Regions from separate parts of the Sus scrofa genome. Here all the other regions are linked to region 1. Evidence: chromatin contacts called from public Hi-C, HiChIP or PLAC-seq and promoter capture Hi-C data. All regions are on one chromosome and are shown on one strand. The core of a region is the stretch at or near the end of the contact, and the rest is flanking DNA. Distances in the headings are between cores, read along the strand shown.

Evidence for each region. Promoter capture Hi-C pulls out the DNA fragments that hold promoters and counts their contacts. Hi-C and Micro-C count contacts between places; a contact is called where the count stands out from the background. HiChIP or PLAC-seq counts read pairs in DNA pulled down with a chosen protein or histone mark.
Region 2: a contact with region 1 is called in a promoter capture Hi-C map of liver, with 5 times the contacts expected there. The contact joins the promoter of ZCCHC8 here to the promoter of ARL6IP4 in region 1. A contact is called at or near these places in 1 of 5 promoter capture datasets (liver) and 2 of 47 Hi-C or Micro-C datasets (both in liver).
Region 3: a contact with region 1 is called in a promoter capture Hi-C map of liver, with 5 times the contacts expected there. The contact joins the promoter of SBNO1 here to the promoter of ARL6IP4 in region 1. A contact is called at or near these places in 2 of 5 promoter capture datasets (fetal liver and liver), 3 of 47 Hi-C or Micro-C datasets (embryonic fibroblasts, heart right ventricle and liver) and 1 of 2 datasets of contacts at active chromatin or transcription factors (alveolar macrophages).
Region 4: a contact with region 1 is called in an H3K27ac HiChIP or PLAC-seq map of alveolar macrophages. The contact joins the promoter of RSRC2 here to the promoter of ARL6IP4 in region 1. A contact is called at or near these places in 1 of 5 promoter capture datasets (liver), 2 of 47 Hi-C or Micro-C datasets (embryonic fibroblasts and liver) and 1 of 2 datasets of contacts at active chromatin or transcription factors (alveolar macrophages).
Region 5: a contact with region 1 is called in a Hi-C map of embryonic fibroblasts, with 3 times the contacts expected there. The contact joins the promoter of DDX55 here to the promoter of ARL6IP4 in region 1. A contact is called at or near these places in 3 of 47 Hi-C or Micro-C datasets (embryonic fibroblasts, liver and subcutaneous adipose tissue) and 1 of 2 datasets of contacts at active chromatin or transcription factors (alveolar macrophages).

The regions. Positions count from the first base shown.
Region 1 is chr14:29,887,170-29,889,869 of Sscrofa11.1, forward strand. It overlaps ARL6IP4 (ADP ribosylation factor like GTPase 6 interacting protein 4), which reads right to left and starts at 1,301. Exons shown (of 5, transcript NR_033706.1): 1 at 649-1,301; 2 at 1-129.
Region 2 is chr14:30,263,104-30,265,803 of Sscrofa11.1, forward strand. It overlaps ZCCHC8 (zinc finger CCHC-type containing 8), which reads left to right and starts at 1,420. Exons shown (of 15, transcript NM_001190154.1): 1 at 1,420-1,635. The coding sequence starts at 1,437.
Region 3 is chr14:29,557,847-29,560,546 of Sscrofa11.1, forward strand. SBNO1 (protein strawberry notch homolog 1) reads left to right here and starts at 1,257. Exons shown (of 31, transcript XM_021073996.1): 1 at 1,257-1,790.
Region 4 is chr14:30,240,651-30,243,350 of Sscrofa11.1, forward strand. It overlaps RSRC2 (arginine/serine-rich coiled-coil protein 2), which reads left to right and starts at 1,413. Exons shown (of 10, transcript XM_013982805.2): 1 at 1,413-1,595. The coding sequence starts at 1,590. It overlaps KNTC1 (kinetochore-associated protein 1), which reads right to left and starts at 1,338. Exons shown (of 65, transcript XR_002338925.1): 1 at 1,097-1,338.
Region 5 is chr14:29,387,507-29,390,206 of Sscrofa11.1, forward strand. It overlaps DDX55 (ATP-dependent RNA helicase DDX55), which reads right to left and starts at 1,279. Exons shown (of 13, transcript XM_003359086.4): 1 at 30-1,279. The coding sequence starts at 137.

The DNA of each region.
Region 1 (2,700 bases), core at 51-2,550:
CTTCTCTTCTTCAGCTTCTTCTTCCTTTTCTTCTTCTTCTTCCTCTTCTTGTCCTTGTGCTTCCCCCGCTTCTTCCGGCCATCGCTGGAGGAAGAGGAGGAGGACGAGGAGGAAGAGGAGCTAGAAGAACTGGAAGAAGAGGAGGAAGAGCTGGATCGTGGTCTCCTCCGGGCCTTGTGCTTGCTTCTCTCTGTGATGCATGGAGAAGGTGAGGCTGGAAGGCCAGGAGGGGAAGAAGTAAACCTTCGTCCCCTTGCTCTGGCCTGTAGCAGGCTCAGGCTGACCCCAGAGGCATGAAGCCCTCGGGCAGGGCTTTCCAGAAAAGGGATCAGCACCCTGTGGAGAGGCACTTTCTGGGCTGCCAAGTCACTGACCACCCAGGAGCAGGGCAACCAGCCCCCACATCTCCCGCCCAGCTGCACCAAAGATATGATTAAGTGCTCCTTTCACTCAGTATTCAATGGGCTGGTCCAGCCGCTGGATTCTGAGCATCCTTCAATCCAGATACCCAGGATCTACACTCTGGGTCCTCCTTTGAATAGTGCTCTCTGCAATTTTCCCAAAGCCAGTCCGGAAAAGCCCGCCCAGCTGCCTGCAACTTCCTCCATGAAGTTCCCTCACCCCTTTCCCATTCCCTCTGGTTCTCACCCTCCGCCCCAGAGGAGGTAGTGCTGGCTTTGCGGCTTTGGGATCTAGAAGCCGAGCAGCTCCTGGGAGCGTCCTTACTGCTCTTCTTCCTTTTCTTTTCCGACCCTCTGCCCCGGGACCGGCTGCGACTCCTCGAGCGCTTGCGAGAGCCGACGTGAGCCATAGCGCCGTGGGCTGGAGGCGGGGAGACGCGCTTAAACTGGGGGTCCCTGGGCCGGTCCGCAGACTGGGTTCCAAGAGCGGCTCTACTCAGAACCTGGTCCTCTAGGGATCGATACCCGTCACCACCCGGGGCAGGGATATGAGGGGATCTATGCAATCGCACAACCCGCACCCGCCCCTCGCCCCCAGGTATCCCAGATTCTCGGCGGGCTCCTGGATTCTCCGCAGCGGCCTCTTTAAGGGCCCGCCCCCGCCCGGACGCTCCACGCCTGCGCGATCCAGTTCAGGAGCCCTAGGAACGGCAGTGTTCCTCAGCTGCCAGGTGAGTTCTTTATTCCTTTCCGCGTACTCCTACCCTCCACCCCGCGCCCTCCGCAGCCTTGCCGCCTTAAAGAAAGTCTCCGAAGCTGCTCCGCTCCCGCCTCAACCGTCCATTTGGCCGGACCACCTGCCCTGCACCGCGCCTTAGAGTAAGGAAGTGGCTGCTGGGTGACTTCCGGTCTGGGGGTGCTGCTCGGGAGACAGTCCGGCTGCGAAGCGAGGCGCGGTTGCCTTTAGTTCTGAAGCCCCAGGTTCCGTTTCTGTGGCAGCCCAAGAAACGGAACCTGGCGCGATCACCACGGGAGAGGCGAGTTGGGCATCCAGGCTTCCGCCTACAGGTGGAGCTCCGAGACGAGAGACCTGCTCTCCAGCCTGGCGCCAGTCCTGGAGTTTGCAGGCCTTTTGCTGCAGCTGTGCTTCTCCCAACGCTGTTCTTTCGGCGCGCCTGCAGCACCCCCAGACTCCCTGGCGCCCCAGGGAAGAAGGCGACCCTACTGCGCGCCGCTTTTCCTTTCTGGATTGTCTTCGGATGTGTCCACTGCAACGCGCTGCGAGCTCCAGAGCTTTGGTCTTTCCATCGTCCCCACCCAGTAATACAGAGATCGCACTCAAACGTCCATAAGGACCAGAGGGATCATGGCAGTGAATGAGGAAGGGACCCTGTGATCAAGAGCACCACAGGCCTGTCTAGAGTGGGGACAGCTGAGACCCTGCTGATTTCTGCAGTACGGATTGGGGCCTGGTGTTCCCAGATCTTCCCACTCCCTTAAGAAGTCAGAACTCAAGATTTCAACATAGCTACATGCCTCATCCAGTCTTGGGGCCAAGTTGCAAACTCTTCAGTAGTGATGATAGCAGCAGACACAGGGCTGTTAAAAATCACTTTATAAACATGAGGCCCCAGAACAACTCTAGGCCATACTCACCAGGTGAGGAAAGTAAAGCACAGAGAGGTCACACGGCTTACCCACAGTCACAGGTGGAAGTGATCGAATCAGAATTAGAACCCAGGCAGTCTGGCTCCAGAGTCCCTGCTTTTAATCCCTCTGCAGTAACCCCTCTGTACCATCCAGAAGATGCCTTAGGTGGCTGGCCCAAATCCTCTTTGTAGACAGGTGTACTCGCCCCAAGCCGTGGTATTTGCTGCTGACACCTCACACCTGTGCCCTTCTCTGGACGACTCCCTTGGCCACTGGAGATGGATGTCTGGGAAGTTACTCACCCCCTCCCTACCCTGAAATACCTTAAAGCCAGTTAACTGATGTTGGGGGCAAACTGTGGTACCATTCATGCTGCAAAGAGCCTATAAGATTGGGCTGAAGCTGGATCCTTCTTGAAACCACATTTGGCCCAGCTGCTTCTGCCCTATCCTGGTTCCCCTTCTTCTGAGAGTATTCCCTCCTTAAACCACTTGCACAGGAATCCCCATCTCAGCCTCTGGTTCTAACAAGCCCAACCTAAGGGAGTTCCTGTTGTGGTGCAAAATGGGATCAGCAGCATCTCTGCAGTGCCAGGACACAGGTTCAATCCCCGGCCCGGCACAGATCTGGCATTGCCACAGCTGTGGCA
Region 2 (2,700 bases), core at 170-2,669, 380 kb after region 1:
CACTATTCAAGTTACTCATCTGTTTTAGGATAAAATTATCTCAAGGTACATCATAGTCAAAATTGAACTCACTCTTGGCTTCCAAACCTGGTCAACATATGTTGTTCTCTATCTCTAGTAATCATTTATTCAAGTTTGTTAAGTCAGATCCTGGCAAATAATTCACAACCCTTTCCTCTCCTTCCCCATAACCCTTGAGTTATCTCTGTTCTTTATTTTTCAAATATCCTCTATTAAATACCAACTCTCCACCACTTGCCACTACCTAATCTAACATTTGTTGATTTTATTACAAAAATCTATTCCATCTGTCTCCTAGACTGCCACCAATTCTTTTCCTACCATGCAATCAGGACCATCCTATCAAAATGTAAATTTGTAGCTCACAGACACACCACCTGTTTAAAATGCTTACCAATTTGGGGATGGGAAGAATGAATATGCCTAATATGGTCTCTGAGTACTGGCCTAATTAACGTTCCACCCCGGGCCTCCTCTTGCTCCACTCTGCCTTTTCATACGGAATTTTTTTCCTTTTTTTTTTTTTTTTTTTTTTTCTTTTTAGGGCCACACTTAACAGCATATGAAATTCCCAGGTTAGGAGTTGAATTGGGGCTGTAGCCGCCTATACCACAGCCACAGAAATGCCGGATCTTTAATCCACTGAGCAAGGCCAGGGACCAAACCTTTCATTCTCATTCTCATGGATGCTAGTCGGGTTCGTTACTGTTGAGCCACAAGAGGAACTCCCTATTTTGCTCACTCTTGCATTCTCAGCTCCTAGAACAGTACCTGGCACACTGAATGTGGTAAATAAATGTTACTGAATGAATGGGTGATTGAAGGAGAAACCACCAAAAGCCACAACAGACAAAGCTAAAGTAACCTAAAGCTTGAGCTTCATGGAAAAAAAAAAAAAAAAAAAAAAAAAAAAACCAACCAACTGAAGTAGCTTCTCCAAGATTACAAATGTATCCTATGGCAAAGCTGGAGTTCCTTATTCTCTAGTTTGGCACGCAACCACAACATGTGATAAACCATGCATCGTGCTCTGATTTTTTTCAGCCTTAGATACATAACAGGGACAACTCGTAACATTTTGATCTAGTTGGGCTTTCTTCACGTTTTAAAAGGACCAATCCCAGTATGCAGTGCAAACAATGAGTTAACAGTCGCTTAGAAACCACATGTCCCAGCATGCCATGCTTCGGAGCAATCTCAGAGGTGGGTCTGAGGAAACGCCGTTGCATTCTGGGAGTTGTAGTCTCACAGGACTGGCCCGCCCCTTGTGCAGCTCCGGCGGCCTACGTTTAGGAGGAAACCCTACTGGGTGGCTTAGATCGGCCGGAGCCGGGAGAGCGGTGCCGCCCAACAACCTTGGCCGCCGGCCGGGTGGCCAGCTCCGCCTCTTCTCGTGTCTTTTCCCACAGCCCAAAATGGCGGCGGAGGTGGATTTTGGCGATCTAGAGCTGTTCGAGGCGTTTGACCACGCCGAGGAGTCGATTCCGAAGCCCGTTCACACCCGCTTCAAGGAAGACGACGGCGACGAGGAGGATGAGAATGGAGTCGGCGACGCGGAGCTCCGGGAACGGCTTCGGCAGTGCGAGGAAACCGTCGAGCAGCTCCGCGCCGAGAATATCCTTCCCCTCGCTGGGCCGTGTCACCCGGGCGTGTGGTGGGTGCGGTGCCGGGAAGAGCGCGGGCGGAAATTCCACCAGGGCCAGAACTCAGGCTGAGAATCTAGGGTTCAGATTGCGTAAACTGTCCCCCAGGCCTCGGCGCGGGACCTCTCCCTTAGTGGGATGCGTCTCCTGGACTTGATTCGCGCCTCCCGCCCCCCCCCCCCAATTCCGGGGCCGGATTTTAGGGTTATTTCGGACAGTTTCAACTGTTAAATTGTAGGCTCTTCACCACTTGTCTTCCTCTCTTTGGAATCACTACCCGACTTCATTTTCTGCAGCCCAGCTAAAGTTGATGAAGCCGTGTTATAGTTAGGAGATACCGGCTGTTTAGACTTTGGCGCAGATCTGTCTTTCCAGTGGGGCAGAAGTGAGGGGTCCTGGGATGTAGAGTCGGGGCCCTTAAGGGTTCGAAGCGCGGAAAGAAAAATGGTTAATTGCTTGAAGAACATTGAGGATTCATTTTAAAGTTCTTCCACTTTAAAATAGCTTCCGTGGTGAAGATGTATTGCAAAGGTTTAGAGAAGACGCGCCAAATCAGTTTCCGTTTGTCTTTAGTTTACAGCCTTTCTAGCAAGATGTGTGACTGTTTTTTCACATTCTTAGAGGGTTTTTGTTTTGTTTTACTATTCATACAGATAACTTTGGTTCAGGTAGTTTTGCTAATGGAAAGATCCCTGAAAGCGGTTGGTAAATCATCTTTTAAGGTTTAAGAGGTCATTTTTTATAATGCCTTTTTCCTCAACATTTTATTATGAGAAATTTCAAAATACAGGAAAGTTGAAAGGATTTTACAGTGATCTTTACAGAGTCCATCCTAGCTTATTAGGTCCTTAACAGTGTCTTATGCTGCATGTACTTTATTTGAATAATCATGATGCTGCTGACTTGGACAATTATCTTTAGTGAGTGGCTGTTTAACTTCTGACAGGACACCGTTGTCTGAATAACGTTTTTGGTTGTCTGTTAGTCTCTTTTGAACTGCATGAACCTGCCTTAGAAAGATCACGTTTAAAAGGAT
Region 3 (2,700 bases), core at 7-2,506, 330 kb before region 1:
GTTTGCCATCATCTACACTAGACATAAACCAGGCTAGTGGAATGTAGGGAACAAGACAGATGAAGGCCTTGTTCTTATGGAACTATTATTATTATAAGGGGTCAATCTGAGCTGTAGCTGCTGGCCTACACCACAGCCACAGCAATGTGGGATTCGAGCTCCCTCTGCGACCTATACCACAGTTCATGGCAACACCAGATCCCCAACCCACTGAGCGAGGCCAGGGTTGGAACCCGCATCCTCATGGATGCTAGTCAGATTCATTTCTGCTCAGCCACCACAGGAACTACCCCCCCCCAACCTTCATAGGTTTTTAATGTGCGTGTGAGGATTAAACAAAGTAACAGTAGCAAAGTGATTTGTTGGCATTTTAAAATGTTTATTTACATGCATACATATATAATGCATATTTATGTATAAAAACACTAAGTTGAAAGATTCATAATTATTCTCTCCATGACTACTTTTTTTCCTTTCCTCTAGCCCCTTACTGTCTCTTGAAGAGCTCACACCTTAACAACTAAGTGTTTGAATGACTAGGTCTGCTTTGAGCTCAAGGCGACAGCAAAGCGACCGCCAGTAGGGGGCAAGAATCACCTAGGCGTGCCTATTACCTAAGCAACGGGTTCAAACAGCATTCTCAGAATGACTTTACAAAAGGGTTACCAAGAAGTTAATTTGTTTATTCTGTTAGATCACTTAAAAGTAGTAGCAATAATAATCATCATAATGGATAATACAAAAATAAGGAAGTGAGAGGCGGTAGCGACAGATATGCAGCAATCATTAATTCAGAGCAATAGTTTGTTCAGGTTACCAGGTGTGTGTGTGTGTGCGTGCGCGAGAAAAAAGGAAACCGAGCTGACTGCGCTCTCACTCATTAGGATATGATTGTAGCAGTCGGAGCAGTAGAGGGGCTCCGAGTTCCTTGCGGTCTCACATTGAATAAAGTGCTTTAGGAGAGCCTAACAAGAAATCATTACGAGAATTTCTTGCTAGAATTAACTAAGGTAACGAGTTTTTCAAAGTGACAAAGACGCCACTAGGTAACTTCCTGAGCCATAGCCACGCACCAAAAAGGTTTCGAAAACAGCTTCGAGCCCCTCCTTGCCCGACGTTGAAAGCAGGTGTGGGACGCATGCGCACGGCCCACCGGCTGACCTGCTCGGGGCAACCCAGAACAGACCTTCCTCCCGACATGCCGCGAGGGAGAAAAGGAGGGGAAAACGAACTCTCGCGATTCTTTCAAACGCCGGCGGAAGCAGTAGACACGTGACTCTCCTAGGCGGCCTTCGTCTTCCCCCCCTCCCCCTTCTCGGAAACCCGGCCCCCTCACCCCTCGCCCACCCCGGAGCCGCGATAATGGACCGTTTGGGTTCCAGAATTCCTTTGGATTCAACCACTGGTACAGGGTCGGCGGGAGCCGGTGGAGTCCGTGCTTGGCGGAAAAGGCGGGGGGCGGCCAAGATGGGGGGGGAAATCATCTTCCTTCACCTAGGAGAGAGGCGGGGCGGAGAGAGGGGCTGGGGTTTGCGGTGGGGGGGGAGGGAGGAAGTCACGTGGGTCCTGCGGCGCGCGCTGCGTGCGCGCGGCGCCTCATCCGTCGCCCCACCCCCTCCCGGTGGGGCGGGGGGGGTTGGGGGAGGGGCGTCAAGATGGCGGCGGGGAGGTAGGCAGAGCCGGACGCTGCTGCTGCCGCCGCCACCGCCGCCTCCGCTCCAGTCGCCTCTGGTCCTTCAAGCTGTCGCCGCCCGGGAGAAGGTGTTCCAGCGTCAGATCCTGTGGGGAAAGTAAGTCCTCCCTGTAGCCCTTTTATGTCTCCACACTCCTCCTCCCGGACAGCCTCCCACTCCCACCCTCCTCAGGGGGCCGTGTGGGGCCAGGCTGGGGGGGGCCGCCACCTCACCCCGGCTTCGGGCCTCCCGCGCCCCTCGCTGCCCTCTCAGCTGCGTGCCCCGGGGTCCTCGGAGGCACGGTCCCGGCCGCGGCCCCGACGCGCTGGCTTCCTCCGTCGGTCAGCGCCGGGCCCTGCGGTCGCCGCGCGTGGGGCTGTCGGGCTCCTGGGGCCCCGCTGTCCCAGACCGAAGGCACCCCGTTTGGGCGAGGAGGCAGCGTTTGCGGACGCCAGCTCTGGCTCTGCCGGGATCGCCCCCCGTGCTCCCCCGTCTCGACCAGGGGATGCGAGGTCCCGGACTCGTAGGAAAGTGAGCTCCACAACCCTTCAAAAGTCTTCCGCTGGAGGATTGCTTTGGTTCGGGGCGAGTGCGGAAGGCGACAGGGTTGCCCAAGATGTGGACCCCCACACCTACGGTTTGCTTGTTACCTTGCTCTCAGGGCAGTAGGGACGGTACGTGGGACACGTGGGGCCACCTTCACGCTTCACCCAGTGATTAGGTTAATTTTGCCTGGAGCTTGTTCGCTCGCCTCTTGGACCCTAAGTAAGAATCTATAGGGAGGGAAAGGCGGTCCGGGATTTGCTTACTTTGAGAGCGTTTGGCGTAACGAGCATCTAAAGTTCCCCAAACCAGTATACGCTGGTGGTTTCCCAGAAGTGGTTTGGGGTCGGTTTAACCGCGGAGGAGATTTGGATGTTCCTGAACCCTTGTGATTGTTTCTTTCCTGACCCTGGCATCCAGCTCCTCCCCTTTCCACCCCGGCTTTGTGCTTCTGTTTGGTTAATGTTTGCGGACCACTAACTTG
Region 4 (2,700 bases), core at 163-2,662, 350 kb after region 1:
GGGTGCTTAACCCACTGAGCACAATGGGAACGCCCAAGAAAAGAGTTCTTAATAGAAGTGTAAACAGGAGTACAGAAACAACGCATATTAGAATAAACAAGAGCTTTAATGGCTATGTTTGGGTGGTAGTTGGGAGGAGATGGGAAGGAAAGGTTGGAGTGAAAATTTTCATGGGTCTCAGTGTCCTATCTCTGTAAAAATAGTTAAATAGTGTCAGCCTCCCAGGTCTGTCACACTCAACTCTTTCAACAACTGTTTATTGAATGCCTAATACATACCAGTCACTGTTCTAGGAGCTGAGAATACAGTATGAAATTTATATTCTCACAGGAAGGACATACAAAAATAAAATATACTGCGGTATTGAGTAGGCAATGAAGAGTGAATGAATCACTCTTTTAATCTACACAACAACCCACTTTACAGCTGAGAAACATGAGTCAGGGACTAAGTAAATGGCCAAGGTCACCTAAAGCGAATTGATGATGTAGCTATACTCATCTGCGAATTTGTAGACTCAAATTCACACCAGCTGTTAACTATTATACTGCATAATTACAAAGAGTGTACAAAAGAAGGGGGGGAGGAACGCCTAAGAAGGACCTGTTTGGCAACTGTAGACATGTGGGCAGAGACCCTAATACCAAGAAGTCAACTATGCAAAGCTCAGGGGGAACAAAGATGCAGGCCCGGTGCAAAGGCTCAGAGGATGGACTGAGTTTGGGGCGGCTGCCAGGCCTGAGCAAGAATGGAAAAGTGCGGGAACTAGATAGGTGGAGCTAAGTGAATCCCCAATCTCAAGACTGGGTTAAATCCTCAGTGCTAGGGAGGGAAAGATGACCAGGAACGTGATTTTATTAACGATTTGAGATTACACTGGCTGCCGGGTGAAAAGATGAACGAATTAGGCAAAAACAGTTTCAGCAAGGCCTTCAGGCCGTAAATGCTCTCAGCTGGACACCGGGGCCAGCAAGAACCCAATCTCTCTCCCGCCAGCGTCTAGTGGGGAAAACACCCCGGACTGAGCTGAGGCCTCTGCTACTTCAACATAAGCCCACCCCCCGCAAGCTACAACAGCGCGGTTCCCCCTCCTCACCCGCAATTGAAGAAACTAAAGAACAGTCAAGTTTACAGCCCCTCTTCGGACACCCACAGCGGCTCCTAGACGCGTCAGGGCCCATCCCACAGGTTTAAATTGGCGGGAGATCACCAAGCCCAACCCCTTTTACGGCAGCCAGCGGAGGCCAAGATTGCTTAAGAATCGAAATAGGAAGTCGCCCCACCCTAAATTCCACCGGTTCCGAGAACCAGGAAACTGCATTCTAGGGTGTGTTCTTGGCCCCGCCCCATCCCTGGCCTTACACGCCCCCTTCAAAAGAACAACCAATCACCGTTGAACAGCGTTGCTACAGAAACTCATCACCACCCCTTTTCCTCCCAGCAGGCTGTGCGACGCGCCGGGCCTTAGCCCGTTTGTGCCATCCGGGTCTCTCGTTCGAGCGATTCAGTCTGTGGCGAATCGTCTAGGCGGCCGGTACTGTGGAAAGCGGCAAGTGGAGGCGCCGCTCCAGCGGCCAGGACTGTGGACTATGGCGGTAGGTGCCGAATCTGAGTTTAAAGTCAGGGATGTTTCTCTGCTACTGTCCGAAGAAGGGATGAAGGGCTCCCAGAGCTGTTGTCCGAGCTTGTGTGTGGACAAAATGGCGCCGCGGCCTTCTTCTGCGCCCGCCATCATGGCTGCCTCCTTTAGGGAGGGGGAAGTGAGGCGGTGTCGTTGGGGGTGGGGAGCCGCAGGGAGTGTCTTTTTTTTCCAGAACTTTCCTCATCTCTTTCCCAGCTGTGTGTTCTTTTTGGCCCACCGAACTGACTGCAGTTTAGCTTAGTCTAGTGATTTATATTGAATTTTGTTAGGGCTTAGGCATTTATATGTTCGCGGTGGGACCTGGAGTCGTCCGTGAAAAGTGTTGGGTCATAAAGGCGGTGCCTGTAAGGGATAGAAACGTGGGGGGCGAGCGGTCTTGTAGCGTTTTTGTTTTTAGTTTTTTCCTTTTTTGCCTGAGTGCTAGGAGGCGATTCCAGTTGCATAATTTCCGTTAGTGTTCCATCTGTGTACTTTAGTTTATTCCTTAGCAGCTAGATAACGTGTTTCTGGAAGGGAGTAAAAATTCGATTTAATTAAGAGAAGATTTTGGCACTACGAATTCTGATTGATGCTCTGTTTCCGAAGTGGCTTTCGATGCAGTCATTTTGAAGTCTGAGAAACATAATCCAGCCCTGTCGCTGACGTTGTTACTTTAAACTTAAGAGTTCTTCATTGGCCCATTTAATTTTAAATGGAGAGTACGGTTCTTAAATCACCACTTTCGAAAAATAAACCTTCTTTGGGTATAAGATGTCCAGTCCTGATAGATCACATTATTGTGTGATTACTTCCTTTTACTTATCCTGTTAAAAGAAAAATGCGAGAATTTTGTATTCTTTTTCCATTGACTAAAAAGTTGTATTTTCTTGTTTTTGGAAATGAAGCATAAGTAAAACCTTGTAGCTCATCCTAATCACTGGAGTACCTGGAATTTAGAAATCATGGAAGATCCTCCCTCCTCCCATGCCCAGTTGATTTGATTTAGAACCCCTTTTTTTATTAACCGATTTAGAACTAGTTTGAAATCGCTTGGCAGGCTATTTGTGCAGCTAGTCGAT
Region 5 (2,700 bases), core at 29-2,528, 500 kb before region 1:
CCCTCCTCCCCACCGCCCGCGCTGAGTACCTGCACCGGCGTCATGTACGGAAAACCCAGCTCCTGCAGCACATCCAACACCCGCGGGTGCAGCGGCACGGGTAGCGACTCCCAGGAACCCTCCGTCACGTGCTCCATGGCTCTCTCCGCCACCGCATCTACCACTCGGACTTCTCCCGGGCGCACTTCCGCTTCCGGCTGCCAACTGGGCCGACCGGGAACCGTGCTGCAGTCGCATAGTTCCGGGAGGGCAGGAAAGGCGCTCTGGCCGCTAGAGAGGAGAAAGAGGGCCTCCCGCTAATGAAAGTGGACAGAGGAGGGCCGGGCCGTAGTTGTGTTATCTGTTTAGCGCAGCCACTTGGGCTCGGGGCGTCTTTCCTACCGAACAGGCATTTGGGAAGAGGGATTTTGCCTCGGCTTGCACACTTTCCCCGCTTGTCGGAGGCAGGTGGCAGCATGACATAACTGTCCAAAGGACAGGACCGAGTCCAATGAGGCTGCAGAGAGTAGTCGGAAATGTACCCCATTCCCGGAGCCCCGGGTTAACAGATACGCAAAAGAGGCTGTGGATGGGGGATCCACTGCCTAGTGTGTAACAAATGATTTACTTCCAAGAAGTTAGGTCAAAGACCTAAACACGAACTTTGTATCTTACTCCTGTGTTCAGCACTGGATTGATTGACTCCTCCACGTACAGTCAGTCAGCAAGCTTTTACTGACCAGTTATTATGTGCTGGGCCAGTATCTTCGGATTGGCTTGTTCCCTGACAACCATCAGGACTTTTCAAATACCATTTCAGTGAAGTCTTCCTTCCTAATCACTAAAACTACTTACCCTACTTTATTTTTTTCCCATAGCACTTAACCATTAATATGCCATATAATTTACCTATTAGGTCAATCTCCCCCACTAAAAGGTGAATCCCACGATGGGGATTTTTCTCCGTTTTCTGTATCTCAGTGGCTACAACTGGTAGCACACAGCAGTCAGTTGGGGATGAATAAATGAGAATAGTACTCAGGCACCTCAAACTAGACAAAGTGAAAGAGAAAAGCCTGAGGCAACATTTTCATTTAATGTGATCATCACATCCTCAAAATGCCTTTGACAACTGTTTGACAAAATAGGAATTCCGGACAGGTCTGAAAGCAAAGACAGAGGGAAAGAGTATAGCTGAATTTGCATTTGGGAGGTCTATTTACTAATTTTTTATCTAGGGACCTAGGACACTTCCCAAGCTTTCTTTTCCCCATCTTTTTGTCTTTTTAGGACCAAACCCGAGGCGTGTGGAGGTTCCCAGGCTAAGGGTACAATTGGAGCTGCAGCCACCAGGCTATACCAGAGCCACAGCAACGTGGGATCTGAGACAAGTCTGCAACCTACACCACAGTTCATGGCAATGCTGGATCCCTAACCCACTGATCAAGGCTAGGGATGGAATCTTCGTCCTCATGGATGCTAGTTGGGTTCGTTAACCACTGAGCCACAACAGGAACTCCTTTTTTTTTTAATGGTCACATCCACGGCATATGGAACTTCCCAGGCCAGGGACTGAATCTGAGCCATAGCTGCAACCGTCGCTGCAAGCGCAGCAACGCAAGGTCTTTTAACTCACTGTCCCAGGCCAGGGGTTGAACCCAAGCCTCCGAAGACAGGTTCTTAACCCATTGCACCATGGCGGGAACTCCTAAGCATCTTTCTCACTTCCATGAGAATTATAATACCACACAAGATAATGGAGGTTTTGACAACTAAATGATACAAGAGTTTATAAAGCGCTTAGCATTACACCAGGCGCATCACACAGTGGTGGACAGAGTAGTTTCATTACTAGCAGCCCTTAGTGTAATAGAGGAAGCGGAACCATTTCTAGAGGCAGAGATCTAGATTCTGGTCCCATCAATCACTCTTCATCTGGGAGCCTTGGGCAAATCATTTAATCCCTTTTAAACTTATTTTTCACATCTATAAACCAAGTGATTGAGTGAAAATAACTCAGTTGGGTTTTTTCCCAAATGAAAAAAATACTTAAGATGTTAGCAATGACCCACCAGGAGTTCCACTGGTGGCACAGTGGAAACAAATCCAACTGGGAACCATTAGGTTGCAGGTTTGATCCCCGGCCTTGTTCCATGGGTTAAGGATCTGGAGTTGCCCGTTGCTGTGAGCTGTGGTATAGGTTGCAGATGCAGCTCAGATCTGGCATTGCTGTGGCTGTGGTGTAAGCCAGCAGCTGTAGCTCCGATTTGACCCCTAGCCTGGGAAACTTCATACATCACAGGTGAGCTCCCCGACACCCAAAAAAAAAGAAAGAAAAAAGAGAAGAAAAAAACAATGACCCATTAAAGAAGCCACACAGGGAAACCTAAAATTAGGTTCCTAATCACTATCCTCAATATCCTAATCACTATTTTTTATTCACAGACACAAAAAATGCAGATATTTATGAGGCATCATTACTGAGAAAATATAACTTTATGAGGCATCATTACTGAGAAAATATGATTAGAAAGTTGGTATTTAACAAATGTGAATTAATCATTAATATATAGGAGTTCCCATCATGGCTCAGTGGTTAATGAATCCAACTAAGAGTCATGAGGTTGCGGGTTCAATCCCTGGCCTCACTCAGTGGGTTAAGGATCCAGCATTGCTATGAGCTGTGATGTAGGTTGCAGATGCTGCTGTGGCTCTGGTGTA